Linked DNA regions of Mus musculus: region 2 is linked to region 1. The links are chromatin contacts, called in public promoter capture Hi-C maps. All regions are on one chromosome and are shown on one strand. Each heading gives the region's core, a stretch centred on a gene start, on an enhancer-like site or on the middle of the called end of the contact. The rest is flanking DNA. Distances are from core to core; before and after follow the strand shown. Region 1 holds the start of Tsr1 (TSR1 20S rRNA accumulation). Region 2 holds the start of Zfp207 (zinc finger protein 207).

Evidence for each region. Promoter capture Hi-C pulls out the DNA fragments that hold promoters and counts their contacts.
Region 2: a promoter capture Hi-C map of pre-B cells shows a contact between it and region 1. The contact joins the promoter of Zfp207 here to the promoter of Tsr1 in region 1. A contact is called at or near these places in 2 of 39 promoter capture datasets (liver and pre-B cells).

The regions. Positions count from the first base shown.
Region 1 is chr11:74,895,876-74,903,456 of GRCm38.p6, reverse strand. It overlaps Tsr1 (TSR1 20S rRNA accumulation), which reads right to left and starts at 5,377. Exons shown (of 15, transcript NM_177325.3): 1 at 5,242-5,377; 2 at 4,977-5,080; 3 at 4,056-4,275; 4 at 3,814-3,948; 5 at 2,880-3,304; 6 at 1,809-1,968; 7 at 1,291-1,448. The coding sequence starts at 5,338. It overlaps Sgsm2 (small G protein signaling modulator 2), which reads left to right and starts at 6,388. Exons shown (of 23, transcript NM_197943.3): 1 at 6,388-6,632. The coding sequence starts at 6,576.
Region 2 is chr11:80,380,002-80,387,564 of GRCm38.p6, reverse strand. Zfp207 (zinc finger protein 207) reads right to left here and starts at 4,286. Exons shown (of 12, transcript NM_001130169.1): 1 at 4,070-4,286; 2 at 1,536-1,662. The coding sequence starts at 4,110.

The DNA of each region.
Region 1 (7,581 bases), core at 4,128-6,627:
TCCAACCCTGATAATCTATTTCTAAACCCGAATTATATCCATGAAATTCAAATAGTGGAAAGGGAGAAATGACTCCAGTAAGCTTCCTGACTACCACACATATAGACACAAGCAAGCATGCAAGATGGGCATAATGATAGGCATCTCTCATCACAGCATTTGGGAGGCTGGGGGTGTGTGAGAGAGTTCAAAGAGCAACATGTGACCCAGTCTCAAACACCTCCCTCAAAAAGCCCCCCCCCAATACCTAAAAACAATGTGTGTGGGAGCGTGGTTCAGCTGGTGATATGCTCACCAGACATTTGTGAAGAAGCCCTGGGAGTCGATGCATTCCTAGCACCACTTCCAAAACTAAGTACGCTAGAGTACCTCTATAATCCAAGCACTGGGGAGGTAGAGGCAAGAGAGTAAGTAATTCAAGGTCCTTCTCTGCTACACAGTGAGCTCAAGAGTTAATACAGTGGGTGCATGAAAAGAATAAAAACAAACAAACAAAAAAACCTATGCAACAGTAATAAAATGTCCCAACATTTAAAAAAAATAAAATAAAATTAAAAGCTAAACAAAATAGCAATCAGGCTTGGTGTCACAAATGATCCTAGTTCTGGAAAGATTAGAAGGATTGCTATGAGTACAAGGTCACGTATGGGCTAGTAAGTTCATCTTCTTTAAAATTTAAAAAAAAAAAAAAATCAGCAGAATCCACTGATTTCTGCCCCAAAAGGAATTAAACAAAGATCTAATAAATTTTTTTAGCCACCTATCTGCAACCAATATAAATATAAAAATGTAGGGCGAGACTATGTTTATTTGAGTACAGGCACGCCTGTAGAGGTCAAAGCTCAACTCTGGTTGTCTTTCCTCACCTTCTGCCTTCAGACAGGATCTTTTATTTTGTTTTTTGAGACAGGGTTTTTCTGTGTAGCCCAGGCTGGCCTTGAACTCAGAAATCCTCTGCCTCCCAAGTACTGGGATTAAAGGCGTGCGCCACCACTGCCTGGATCTTGTTTGTTAACTTGGCCTCAGTGTTCCAGATATCCTGCCTCTACTACAAATCTTGCCACAGAGCCCGAGTTCACAGAATTACACCACGACTTCTGGCTTCTTATGGGTCCTGGGGATTCAAATGCAAGTCCTAAAGCTTATGTGGCAAGTGCTCTTTACCCAATGTGCCATTTTCCCAACCTCAAATGATACACATTTTCCCCCTTAGTTACAGCAGCTGACTTTACAGTACAGCCTTGGTTTTGGAGCCATATACATAAGTGGCCCAGTGGCCAATTTTCTTACCTGAGACTCCTCTTCCATGAAACCTTCGTGTTGTATATCATCATATTCACCACCTTCCCCATCACTTTCATCACCTTCATCCAGAATCCACTCAGCCTGGTAACTGGATGTTCCTTTAGGGACCTTCTTTACCACTCTGGACCGTTGCTTCAGTAAGTCTGAAAAGTACAAACAATTTTTAGTATTCTTACCTATGCAGGCACTGCTACCAACATGAAAGACAGCAGCTACACGAGAACATAGACTTCTTCCAATTTTAACCCAGCCGCCTCACATTTAAGACAAAGACACAGCTAAATAAACCCTGCAGTGGGCCTAATGTCATTTATTATGTAAAGAGACAAGCCTGGGGTGATTTCTAGAGGAAACAGAGCTGTACTCAGTGTTTGCTTAGTGCAGCCATTCGGTATTTAAACTTCAGTCACTTCCTCATCCAGCCCTAGAAGCATGTGACCGTCGACCAGGTAAAGAGCATACAGAATTAAAGTCAGGAAGGTGACGAGCTTGCTGTCACTGACCATCTGCCTCATCCAGCTCTTCCTCAGTGGGCCAGGTCTGCTCTCCTTCCATAGGATCTGGAATAGCCTCTGTTTGTAAAGACTCCTGGTGATCAGGGTCTGCCTTCATCAGAACCTTAAGGTCTTCTTCCATGTCAGGAGCAGCATCTGTAACACAAACCTAAGACCCAAAAGCAGGTAAGAGCCTATCAGACACTCATCTGAAAGACCCACCAGTTAACCAGACAATCACTTTCCAAACGGCCATCGCCTAGCACTTGCTCTGCTCTCCTACTAACCTGGGAGGTTGTTACTAATCCTGACACTCTCCTGTTTACTACACCACCGTTCAATCAAGGTGCTCTCTTCAGAAGAGTGGGCAACGCCTTTTATCAACACTCAACTGGAGAGGAAGGCTGACCTCTGTAAAATTTGAAGCAAGCCTGGTCTAAGCCACTGCTACATAGTGAGGTCCAGCCTTTTAAAAGTTCAAAGAAAGCCAGAAGTCCAAGTGTGGTGGACACTGCTCCACTCTATGACTAGATGTAGGATCTAAGTCCCAACATAATCCCTTCAGCTCTGCTGAACTAAGTCATTCAAACCTTCCACACACTTGGCTAACTCTGATCTCTCCTGTGCAACCAGCTAGTGTCCTCTGAATTTCCACAGCAGGTCTGAACCTTAACTACTGTAATTTTTAAATTCACAAGTATTTGAATTTTTTTTCCTAATTCAAATTAAGTTCTGAGACAAGAGGCCACATCTGCCAACTGTGCAAAGTATGTAGAAATACCAGATAAATACACTTAACCAGCATGTGTCTGAATGTCTACTGCCTGACATTTCAAACTAGCAGTAGTCTCCTCACTGGCCTCAGCATGCAAACTATCTGCTTTGAAATTTAAAAACCAGGGTGGGTCCACAAGGTAGGAGAGAACCAGACCTTGAACACCAGTGATGTACCACTCTCCAGCATACCAAAATAAATTCAGTAAAAAAGTTGAAAACAATCGCGGGCAAGAAATGTAGGCAAGTAGTGGAGGGCTGGCTTGGCCGGGGTTCGACTCCCAGAAATGAAAACCCCAATCTTACCTCCATTGCCATGTTTGGTTTCTTCTGGGATTTAATCACTCTAGGATTTAAAGGGAACGGATCCACAGGAGCATCTATTTGATTCATTTGGAAATCACCGTGTCCAACGATATGCAGCAAGCTATTTACATTCAGAGTCCTCCCACGAACATAGCCTGAGATTTTCAAGGTGCCCACTAAGTCACTCTCCTCACTAGGCACGAAGTCAGCAACATGGGCAAACAAGTAAGCTCGCCGATCCCGAAAAGCAAGATGCCGTTGCTTCTGGTTAGCCAACTGTCTAAGTAGCATTCCTGATTCCTGCTGCGTGTCTAGGAGCAGAAGTTTGTCTTCAGGGAAGCGTTTCTCCACCATTTTACTTAGCTTCTTTCGGGCATCTATTTGTTTCTTTGGTGGGAAGCCAGAAAGGCCCTGGACAGCTAGTGCTGAAAGGAGAGAAGAGCGCAGGAAGTCATTGTTTGACCACTTGAAAATCCTTTCCAGTTCCCAGACAACCCAGCGGTCAGCTCTGCCGTGGTCCCAGAGATCACTGGGAAACGCAACACTGAGCCAACAACGAAATGTCACCGTGAGTGTTAACTTTCTATTCCCCCACCGGGCACACGACAGCCCAGGAAGAAAAACTCACTTTAATAATATAAAACCAACTGGGCGGTGCACAGAAGACGGGGGCGGGCGGATCCCTGAAAGATCAGGGCCAATCTGGTCTACAGGACCAGTTCTAGGATAGTCAGGGCCGCCCAAAAGAAACTCTTGTTGTCTCAAATAAATAAATAAATAAAAAGAGTAAAATATATGAAAATGTTTACCAAGTATAGCCCACACCAGCAGAATACAACCCATTGATTTACTCCTAAACTTAATCTTAAACACTGTGCCTGCATGACTAGACCAGAGCTGTTTTCTTTGCTGGTATCCAATACAGCACACTTACTATAGGTGGGAAGGCCCTGAGCAAAAAGGCAAGACAGGCAATAATCCCCCGTACTGTCCCAGCCTTCTAGTGGGTCCAGGAGGAACAGAATGGTATCAGCGACTTTAGCCATGTCTAACAGAGTATGCAGATCCCCTGTATACAAAAGACACCATAAAAAAAAAAAAAAGATAGTTAGCACACTATATTCAAGAGAGACAACTACTTAAACACAATGAGAGAAAAGTATCGGACACTCTAACCTGGTCTTGCATATGTGAAAAACCATCGATGTTTCAAGCTAGGGCACAGAAGCATAAAACTCTGGGTGCTTCCCCGTTCACTCAAATACACCGTTCCCAAGTCTTCATTCTGAAGCAGTTTAAATGCCTCTGGAAGGGAAATCCTGCTGTGCAGAGGCACCACCAGCACCTGATGTGGAGGACCATCCTTGCTGCCCAGCTGCCTCTTCTCGGCCAGAACCTAGCAACACAAAGATCCAAGAATACCTCAATCATTTGCTTCACTATTCTATCTTCAAATATACAGGTGCTGTAACCCCAGGGCAGAACTACTCCCCTTTCTGTTGCTTTGTAAAAGTACCAAGGTAATTTTATGTAACGTAAAACATTAGAAAAGATCAGAGCAGGCCGGGCGGAGCTGGCGCACGCCTTTAATCCCAGCACTCATTTCTGAGTTTGAGGCCAGCCTGGTCTACAGAGTGAGTTCCGGGACAGCCAGGGCTACACAGAGAAACCCTGTCTCGGAAACACCACCACCCCCCCCCAAAAAAAAAAAAAAAGAAAAGAAAAAAGAAAACATCAGAGGAGCCAGGTGTGGTGGCCCAAGCCTTTTAACTTAACACTCAGAAGGCAGAGGTAGGAGGATCTGAGTTCTAGGCCAGCCTGGGCTACACAGTGAGACCCTTTGTTTAAAATAATCATGATTTGCAAAAGAGCAAGCCCGTATAAATAAAGATGAGGAAGGACCAAGCATTCTCTCGTAAAAAGCCACGTGTATGGATGTGCTGTCAAGGAGTTTGGCAGGGCCTCGTTCTAAAATGAACACTGCCTGAAGGTACTCTGGGTTTACCTCCGTTTTCGGCCCATTTCCGTGTCCCATTTTCTAGTTTGAGACTTTACCAATCTCAAACCATAAGCTTCCCCACCCCCGCTTCTACTCACCGACTCCCTCTTTTGCTTTCGGAGCTGGCTGGCGCGATGCCTCTGGTCTATTCGGCTGAGCTGCCTCTTCAGCTTCTTGCAGAGGATTTTCGGTCCTACCCGGCCTGGAAGGCAGATCGGAAGTGGCTGCTCTTCTCCTCTCAGTCAAATCAACCAACAAGAACCTTCCTGCGCCGCTTAAGAGCCTTGGGCAAGGGTCCCAAGTCTAGTCTCGGTGTGGGCACGGGTACCGGCTAAGCAGCCCCTCTCCCTCCTGTCTACTCACCTTTGCTGTCCCGTTGTGCGGACCCACCGCCGTGATGCCGCCCGCCTTTATGAGCTTTATTCTGCTGCTTCAGCGGCCCGGAGCGGTGAGCCGCCATTCTGCAGTCCACGTGTGCACCAAGTGAACTCTACTTCCGGGCGGACCCGAGCGTTTCCGGCCCTGGGGACGGACTTCAGGCTTAGCACTTCCGCGACCTCTCGCGAGGTTTTTTGCCGCCAGCCTGCAAGCGCAGCGCCCTGAGTGTCCGCAGAGACGTCGTGGTGCCTTTTCCCACGCTGCAGTCCTCTGCTGAGAGATGGAGGATGCCGGCAGGAGTCTCCCGGCTCCGGCTCTGGATTAGGAGGTCAATTTTGCGCCCATCTTTCCATTTTTGCACGCTTCAGTTGCATCACGTGGGAAGAAATAAAAGTCTTTTCACGTAGACTATTGCACGCCGCTCTCTGCGGTCCCAGTGAACTGTACAAAGGGGTGACATTTGTACCTGAGTGGCCTTTCCTTTCCTCTATTACTCTAATTTCCAACGCGAAGCACTTAGAAGGGGCTCGTGTCACCGGCTCTGGAATGTCTCTTATTCCAACTCGCGCCCCCCTCTTCCCACAAATCTGCAAGATGAACCAAAGCGGATGTCGGCGACCCGGAGGAGGGCGAAGACTTCCCCTTGCGCTCGGGCACCTGTTCTTAGGAGCTCACAGTCGGGTCCTTGCTTTCCTCCTGCAAGCTTTGCGACTGAGCTGCAAGTAATATATGAACACTCCACAGGATCCGGAGGAGTGACAGGACCAGGTTCGAACCACAGTGACGCAGAGCCGAGACCCTGGCTCCGTATAGCTCCTCTCCCAGGGGCCAGAAGTCGGGAGCGGTCACGGTGGTTGAGGTTTGCCCAGACACAAGCACATTCCCAAAGTCCGCCCGCTGCGCGGCGCAGGCCGGAGCGGCTGACTTCCCAGCGCTCACAATGCGGGTTCGCGCCCTCGGGGCGGGAGCCGGCCAGTCGCCATGACAACCGTCCCTGCGGCGCGCGCCCGGCCCCGACGCCCCCAGGCGTCCGCACCCGCCCTTGACCCCCCCCCCCACCTCCCCAGTTGCGGCGCACACACCCCCTCCCTGCCGGCAGTGGGAAGGGGCCGGGCCTGCTGCCTGACGTCTGCGGGGCTCGGAAGATGGCTGCGGAGCTGAGCACCGGGCAGTGGCTGCGGCGGCTGCAGGCGGGGAGCGCAGCGGGCGGGGACTCCGCCTCGCGTGTGGGGCGCTGAGTCGGGAGGCGCGGAGGCGGTGAGGGCGCACCGGGGGCTCGGGGGGCCACTCGGTGCCACCTGCCCGCCACCTGCCGCACCATGGGCAGCGCAGAGGACGCGGTCAAAGAAAAGCTGCTGTGGAACGTGAAGAAGGAGGTACGGTCCGGGGCAAGGTCTCAAGGGGCTCGCACCCCTCCCGCGCTGGCTCGGGAGCAGAGAGGTGGAGGCACCCACGCGCGCGGCTGCCAGCCCACCGTGCCAGGCGGGGGCGGGGTCCTGGGCGGGCCGCGCCCCACGCCCCTCTCTGCATGTCCCGGGCAGCGCCCTCGGCCAGGGTCAGGCTTGCGCCCTGGGGCTTGTTTGCTCCACGGTGCTCCCGTTCCCCGCCCAGTGACGGCAGCAGCGCGGGGAGACCGCGATCGGGGGAGGGGTGGCGGCGATTGCTGGAGAACCCGAGTTGCCCATTCATTGCGGGTACTGCCCGGGGAGGGGGCGGGGTCCCCACGGGCCTCCTGGAGGCTGCGAGCCACAGTTCCAGGGGCTTCGCCCTCGGGTGTCCAACACACCGCCCTCTTGTGTTCCCCTGGCAAGTGAGTCGTGGCTAGCAGAGGGTTCGCTGCACACCTCACCGTTTCTCCCTCCACGCCCACCTCCTTACCCAGGAACTCGGGTATTTTTAAGAATGGTTTTTAAGACTCAGATTATTTTTGCCCTTTTGAGGGAAATCCTTCAGAAACAAGAGTTTCTCTCCACTAATTCCCTTTACCTTGACGCTGCTTAGAAGCTCATTTCAATTTCGGGGGTTGGGAGGGGGGGGCTGCTCATACGAATGACTCACCAGCTTGTGAAAGAGCCTGCAGTGTAGATGAGATGAGTGAGGCCTCCCTCCTCAGCCTGCCTCTCTAGCTGGGTCTACCAGGTGTGAACTATGGAAGGCAAAAACAAAACAAAACAAAACAAAAAACCTGTCTGCTTGTTCACTGTTTTGTTTCCAGAGCCTGGCACACTGGTAGGCACTCTAATAAATATAGCTGCTGATCCTGGAAACTGAGGTTTGGTGAGATAGTCTTGAGTTGTCCAGACTTACTTGAGCTTTACTTGTGAA
Region 2 (7,563 bases), core at 3,037-5,536, 5.5 Mb before region 1:
TCTTGCTTTGTAGCAACAGAACAAGTGAAAAGAAACCTAGAATTCTGAAGGCCCAGGGTTAGACTGTCAGCATAGTGCTACAGGTGCATAGAAACATCAAAGTGTACTATATTTACTTCCTACATTCCTTTCATTCATTCAGATTAACTAACTTACTACTGCCATTTCTTTCATTTAGTATAGGAAAAAAAAATCACAAAAAACAAAGATCATTGAATTTTGCTATTCCTTGGAAATTATTTACTTCCTTTTCAGATCTCTTCTCATCTGACAGCTTCCTAGTCTTATTAGTTGTCTTGTTTTCATTTTCTCTATCATTTATGATGAGACAGACCACTTTGTTATTTTCTTTCACAATATAAATCTGTGAGTTCAAGGTCAGTTTAGTATACAAAATGAGTTGCAGGACATCCAGGGCTACAGAGAGAAACCCTGTCTCAAAAAAACAAAGTCAGATTCCTAGTCCTCCCACAAACTCCAAGTGAACATGCACAAACAATAAACTAATGAGGCTGGAGATAGTTCAGAGATTAAGGACGAACAGGCTTTGGCTTGCAGCACCCACAACTGATAGCTCACCACTATCTGTAACTCCAGGTCAAGGGGGACGACACCCTCTTCTGCCTTCTAAAGCCAACTGTGTACTAATGAGCACATAACAATTAATTGTAAGTTAACATAAAAAGATGCATCTAAATGGCTACTACAATAATACAAAGGAGAAAAGGGGTAGTACTAAAGATCAAATTCAGGGCCTTAAAGATGCTAGGCAAAAGATCTACCATTAAACTACAAAGTCCAGCCTTTATATAAACTATGACATCAGGATGCAAAAATACAAATTTTGAAGTTTTCATTATTTCATTATGAAAAAACTCAAGAGAAGCTGAAGAACTCAGAAGTTAGAGGCACTCCTGATCTTCCAGATGACTTGAGTTTAATTTCTGCCACCCAAATAAGAGCTCACAGCTGCCTGAAAATTCAGCTCCAAAGAACACCTCCCAGCCTCATGTACTCAAACTATGCGTCCAAATCCACACACACAAAAAAAAAAAAAAAAAAAACGGGGGCACCAGCAAGCAAGCAATTTGGACATTGAACACAACAATACTTCCAAATAGGGTGTGTTCTTGTATACTCATCACACAAAAAACTGAATACACTTATGAGGCAGAGGAAAGAGTATCTTTGTGAATTTGAGGGTAGCCGAATCTACATAACAACATTCTAGGTCAGTCAGCTAGAATAAATACTAAGTAAGAACTGTCTCAAAATTAACAGTCAAGTCCACTTATCTTCTTAATGGCCACAGAACAGACGTGAATTCTAGGTAGGTACTCCTGTGCCAAAGCTTGTGCTTATCAATTGGGTTCTATCCCTACCACCTACCAAAAAAAGAGAATAGAACACATACCTGAGTTTTAAGTAGATTTGGCTATTTACCCAATATATAAACAACCAAAGACAAATTCAATATTATTCATGTGGTTACAAATCACAATGGGACAAGGTCAAAACAGAAGAGAAATTCTTACCTGCATGCAATGAATTGCTAAACCAGGTCCTGTGTATAATTTCTTATGACAAATATGGCATTTAAAATGCTTTGCTTTTTGGTGCTGTATAAGGATCTTCTCATCATCAAAATCTCTGTTACAATACCTGGTCATCATTAAGGTTAAAAAACTGCACAAAATTGCCCTCCTGCCAACTAAAGGAAACAAAAGTAATTACATAGTGAGATTCTGCCTCAATATAAATAATATAACAAATGCCTTTCATCTCATCTAACAGGAAATGTTAAAATGACTCCAAGGTTAAGAGCATTTGCTGCTCTTTCAGAATACCCAGATTCTTTTCCCACATCTATAAGGCAGCTCACAACCAGAATGACAGTTCCCGGTGATTCTAATGCTCTTCTGTCCTCCTAGAGCACTAGGTATACAGCATACCTATGTAGGCAAAACACCACACACACACACACACACACACACACACTTCTAATAAAAAAGGAGGGAACTTAATATAAATTCAGTTTTAAAGCTGGGCAATTGTGGCGCATGCCTTTAATCCCAGCACTTGAGAGGCAGAGGCAGGTGGATTTCTGAGTTCAAGGCCAGCCTGGTCTACAGAGTGAGTTCCAGGACAGCCAGGGTTACAGAGAAACCCTGTCTCGAAAAATCAAAAAAACAAAAAACAATTCAGTTTTAGTATTTATATTTGGAAATTACATTAATCATGTACCTCCCGGTCTGAGAACGTAGCTCCATTGTTAGGGTACTTGTCTAGCATGCAATGGGCTGGTCAACTTCCAGCAGTTTGGATGCTGGGTGTAGGGCACACCTACAAAGCCCCAGCACAAGTGGAGGCAGGAGAAACATGCATTTACAGATTTTCGGGGCTATGGTAGTGCATGCCTTTAATCCCAGCACTCAGGAGGCAAAACCAGGCAAATATGAATGAGGCCACCTTGATCTACAGAGTAAGTTCCAGGGCAGTCAGGCTACATGGATGAACCAAGAGTTCAAGTTTTGTGATCCAGCATAGCATGAAGCCCTGCCACAAAGAACACACACACACCCCAAATTTTGACCTTTAAATTATTTCAACATTTACAAATGTACATGCTAAGAGTGTCAGCTAGACAGTAGTGCCTTTAATCGCAGCACTTGGGAGCCAGAAACAAGTGGAACTCTTAAATTTCAGGCCAGGCTAGCCTACAGAGCAAGTTCCAGGACAGACTGAGACACACTGAGAAAACCTGTCTTAAAGAACAAAAACAAATAAAAGGAGTTCCATGAAGGAGAAAGGGTTAACCAAAATCAAGTGAGCCAGGACCAGTGGCACACTGCAGGCAATCTGTGGCAGGAATGACTACATCTGAACTAGATAAACTTGGTATGCAGTCTAAGATCATAAGCCCAAATAAAAATCTTTTAGCCTGGCATACCCCATGCCTTTGATTTCAACACTCCACATGCAAAGGCAGATATTTATTCTGAGTGCCAGGTCAGACAGCAAGACTAACTCAAAATATTTCTTTTCAAAAGAAAAGGCAACTTCAAACTGGGCAGTGGTGATCCATGCCTTCAATCCCAGCACTGGGGAAGCAGAGACAGGCGGAGGCCAGCCTGGTGGACAGAGCAATTTCCAGACAACCAGACCCCCAATCCCAAATAAAAAGACAGAGGGGGGGGGGAGGCAATTTCACAATTCATTAAATATACAATAGAGTTGAAACTGGGAATTCATAATCCATTATACAACTCATGACAAAGGGCACATTCAACTAAGAATCCATAAAATTTCTTCCAGTTTCATTATTAATCTATGCATTCAGGAAATGTAAATTCGCATATACTAAGAGTTCTGACCTCGCAAGACTTTTTCTGTGAGTGCATTAAATAATTCGTGACGGATTTTTAGCTACTTAACTATTTTAAAAACAAATTTGTCTTGAGACAAATAGTTTTCTTGTAATAGATTAAAAAAAATCAGTTTAGCGTAATACGTTATCCACAAAAAAAAAAAAAAAAAAAAAAGAGAGAAAATTGTTTTCCTTCTTAACAGTTTAACCAGTCCTACAAAATTGGGTAACGATAATAGAAACTCCACCCAGTTAAGCAACCGCTTCCCCAAGATTAAGGCGCCCGAAAGAGAGGCGGAAGCCGATTCTTCACCGCGAGGGGGGGGGGGCTAGTCACAGTTCAATTATCCAGGGAGTCAGGACATTTACCCCAAACTCAAGTCCCTTTGTGGGGTCTTCAACGAAACAACGGAGACAGGAGTTCTTAGGGACGACTGCACTTGGGGAACGTCTCCAGGCCCAATGATCGCGACAAACAAGCGCCTGAGTCACCGAGTTCAGCGCCACCAAACTCCGGAGCCCTCTCGCCCGAAGAACCCCATTTTACAAGAAACCACCCCAAATCCTAACCCAGCCACAGCACAAAGGCTCGGCTGGGCCCGGCCGGGCCCTACCAAACAGGCTTAACCCAAACCTATCAGACTTGTGTTCTCAAGAAGCGACACCCACGCTCGGCCTCCACGTCAACCCCACAAAGGATACCAGCACCACGGCTTGAGCTGCTTCTTCTTCTTGCGACCCATAACTGCGCCCTACAGAACAGGCAGAATAGAGGCGGAAAGAAGCTGGAAAAAACAAAAAACAAAAAACCCAAGAGACTCGCAGAGTTCTCCACACCAACCGCCACCAGCGCGTCCCGCAGGAAACAGACACAAAATGGCCGACACCCTCGTTCTATCTCCACCTCCCATCAGCCACCGCGGTGAGAGCTGTGCGGGTCACGTGACGCAGGCTTCGGCCCTGAGTGGCTGAGCGGGCGCTGCCGCCATCTTAATGGGGTTAAGTGGTGGTGGCGCTCCCGGGCTGAGGACGCTGATCCTTTAGAGCTTGGGTCATCCAGTACGTCGGCTATCCCGTATGCAAATTGAAGGGAGGAAAAGATTAGGAGTATAATTAAGGATAGATTACAAATAAATAAAGATAATTGGGACATGGTCAATTTGGGTTTTGTTTTGTTTTGTTTTTTGCTGTTGTGTGTTTTGCTTTTATTTTTTGAGATGGGTCTCTTCATAGCCCTGCTGATAGAGGAAATGACCAAGCTGGCCTCAAACTCAAAGATGCGCCTGCTTCTGCCTGCCAGCGACTGTTTGGGATTAAAGGCACACGCCCGGATTGCGACCTGGTCAATTTTTAAATCTTGTTTCAGTTGCCTTTCGGGAGTGGGGCGTATATGGTCAAGGAAGAGTTACCGTTTTTTTTTTCAGTGAACCACAGTCTAGGAAGCAGTATGGGTGAGATCAGCAGTAGCGATAAGGGAAATGTGAAGTGCTTCAGAATCGCAAAAAGGCAATCCTTAAGCGGCTTCGGAGAACATAGGAATGTTTAGAAAGATGAAAGAAGATGCAGTGGGAGAAAGCTTAAGTTATCTTATTACCTGGGTCTTGTGTCTGTTGTCCCAGCACTCAGAAGGCCAAGACAGAAAATGCTATGAGGCTAAGACTTAGAGGCTAGCCTGGAGAACAAAGCCTGATCTTGTCTTTGAATAAAAAAAAAAAAATTTTTTTTTTAAAATGCAGTGAGCCAAGCATGGATGGTGCATGCCTTTAATCCCAGCACTCAAAAGGCTGAGGCTGGTGGATCTGAATGTATAGCCAGGTTCCTGCCTACATAGAACATTCAGGGTTATGTAGAGAAACCTTGTATCGAAGTTTTAATTACTGATAAAATGCAGTGTTTGAGGATTTGAACTTAAAAGTAACAAGACAGGAAAAGTGTTGCTGGCAAAAGATAATCCTGGAAAATGTGGCAAGGAAGAGTGTAAGAGAATTGGATATTGTATATGCTGAAGTCTCTTGAAACCACAGAAAGGTTCGCAAACAAAAAATGTTGGTGGAACATGCCTGCAATCAGGGAATTCCAGGAGGCTGAGGCTGGAGTTAAAGGTCTAACCTCAGTTACATAGTGAATTAAATAATGCCTGGGATACATGAAACTTCATTTAAAAGTAAGATTGAGGGGCCTGGAGAGATGGCTCAGCTGTTAAGAGCACTGAAACTCACTCTGTAGACCAGGCTAGCCTCAAAAGCAGAAATCCGCCTGCCTCTGCCTCCCAAGTGCTAGGATTAAAGTCATGGACCACCACTGCCTGGCTTAATTACTCCTTTTTTTAACTTTTACAATTTTCTAATACTGCCGCCCAAAGTCTTAGGTTGCCTTTCAATTCTGTCTGAATTCTGTCTTCGGGACAACCTATACTGTGTTTGCACAGATCTATGAGAATCTGATGTTTCTGAGTTCATACGGTTGCTAGGACACTACCCTGTTTTCATGAGATGAACCCCATAAGTGGAATCAATAGGACTCTACAAGCTTGTGCTTTAAAAATGTAGAGTCACAGCCTTGCCTTTAATCCCAACACTGGGAGGCAGAGGCTGGCAGATCTCCAGCCTGGCCTACAGAGGGTTCCAGGACAGCTAAGGCTACACAGAGAAACCCTGTCTTATCAAACAAACAAACAATAAACAAATCAGTAAAAGAGAGAAAGAAAGAAAAAAAAAAGAAGTAAAATCAGGGAATATATCCATGAAACATTTCATGAGTTGTGTTTTTATATTTTCTCAACAAACCCAGGATATTGGGGTCATTTTTAACCTGTTAATATAGATCAGATAGTTAAGGGGCTGGATCTGTATGGGTCTGGAGCTTAGTAGGTAGAATGTTTGCCCAGCATGCACAAAGCTTTGGGTCAACCCTAGGCATTCCATGGAAGCACAGCCTATAATCCCAGAACTCAGAGAAGTAGGCTCCAAAAGGTGATGTCTGACCTCTGTGTCATTTAGTGTGTACATTCCATGCTTAGACCCTACACAATAATGTGAAATTTAAAGATTTATTATTAGTAGTTATAGGTGTATGTGTGTGTCTCTGTGCGTTGGGTGTGTATAACAGGGCCCCAAACCTTAACACAACTGCCTCCATGATGGAACTACCATTTAGGATAGCACTCAGCACTTAGACAGCACTGCCAAAATGGCCTGATTCATCAAAGTTCATAGATATGGGAAATTCTCTAAATGGACTAACGTTGCTTTTTTTCTCTCTTATAGTTCTGTTTCTGGCTAACTGCTCTTGTTAACTAGAGTACGTCAAAGCAGGACAAGATTATTGGGCTAAAAGCTCACCTTGGGAAGTGCTCAGAACTACACTAGGATCCTGAATGTGCACAGTACTTTCTGACTAGCTAACCAAGACTTTCTCTTGGCCTAAACCCACGTCTGAGCAGTCTTCTTGGTATAGATGTCCAAGGAGACCATGAACCTCTGATCTCTCTGGAACTGGAGTTAACAGGGAGCTGTAAATCTCATGACCTGGATTTTGGAAATTAAACTCAAGTCTTTGGCAAGAGTAGTACGTGCTCCTAACTACTGAGCCTTCCAATCCCAAAAATTAAAAATAAAAGTCTTTTTGAGACAGAGTTTTTCTGTGTACCCCTGGATGTTCTAGAACTTTCTCTGTAGACCAAGGTGGCCTCAAACTCAGATATCCTCCTGCCTCTGCCTCTGAGAGCCAACATCCTTGTCTAGCGTCTCAAAATGCTTTTTTTTTAAGATTTATTTTATTTATATGAGTACACTGTAGCTATCTTCAGACACATCAGAAGAGGGCATCAGACCTCATTACAGATAGTTGTGAGCCACCATGTGGTTGCTGGGAATTGAACTCAGGACCTTTGGAAGGGTAGTCAGTGCTCTTACCCCATGAGCCATCCATCTCTCCAACCCCCAAAATGCTTTTTTATAAGTATCCTTTGCAGAACAAAAGACTCTCCCCACAGGATGGGGGAAAATATTGTAAACCATATATCTGTGAAGGGGCTTAGGTCTAGAACATGCACACAACAACTCAGTGATAAAAATACGAGCCATCGCCGGGCATGGTGGAGCACGCCTTTAATCCCAGCACTCAGGAGGCAGAGGCAGGCGGATTTCTGAGTTCCAGGACAGCCTGGTCTACAGAGTGAGTTCCAGGACAGCCAG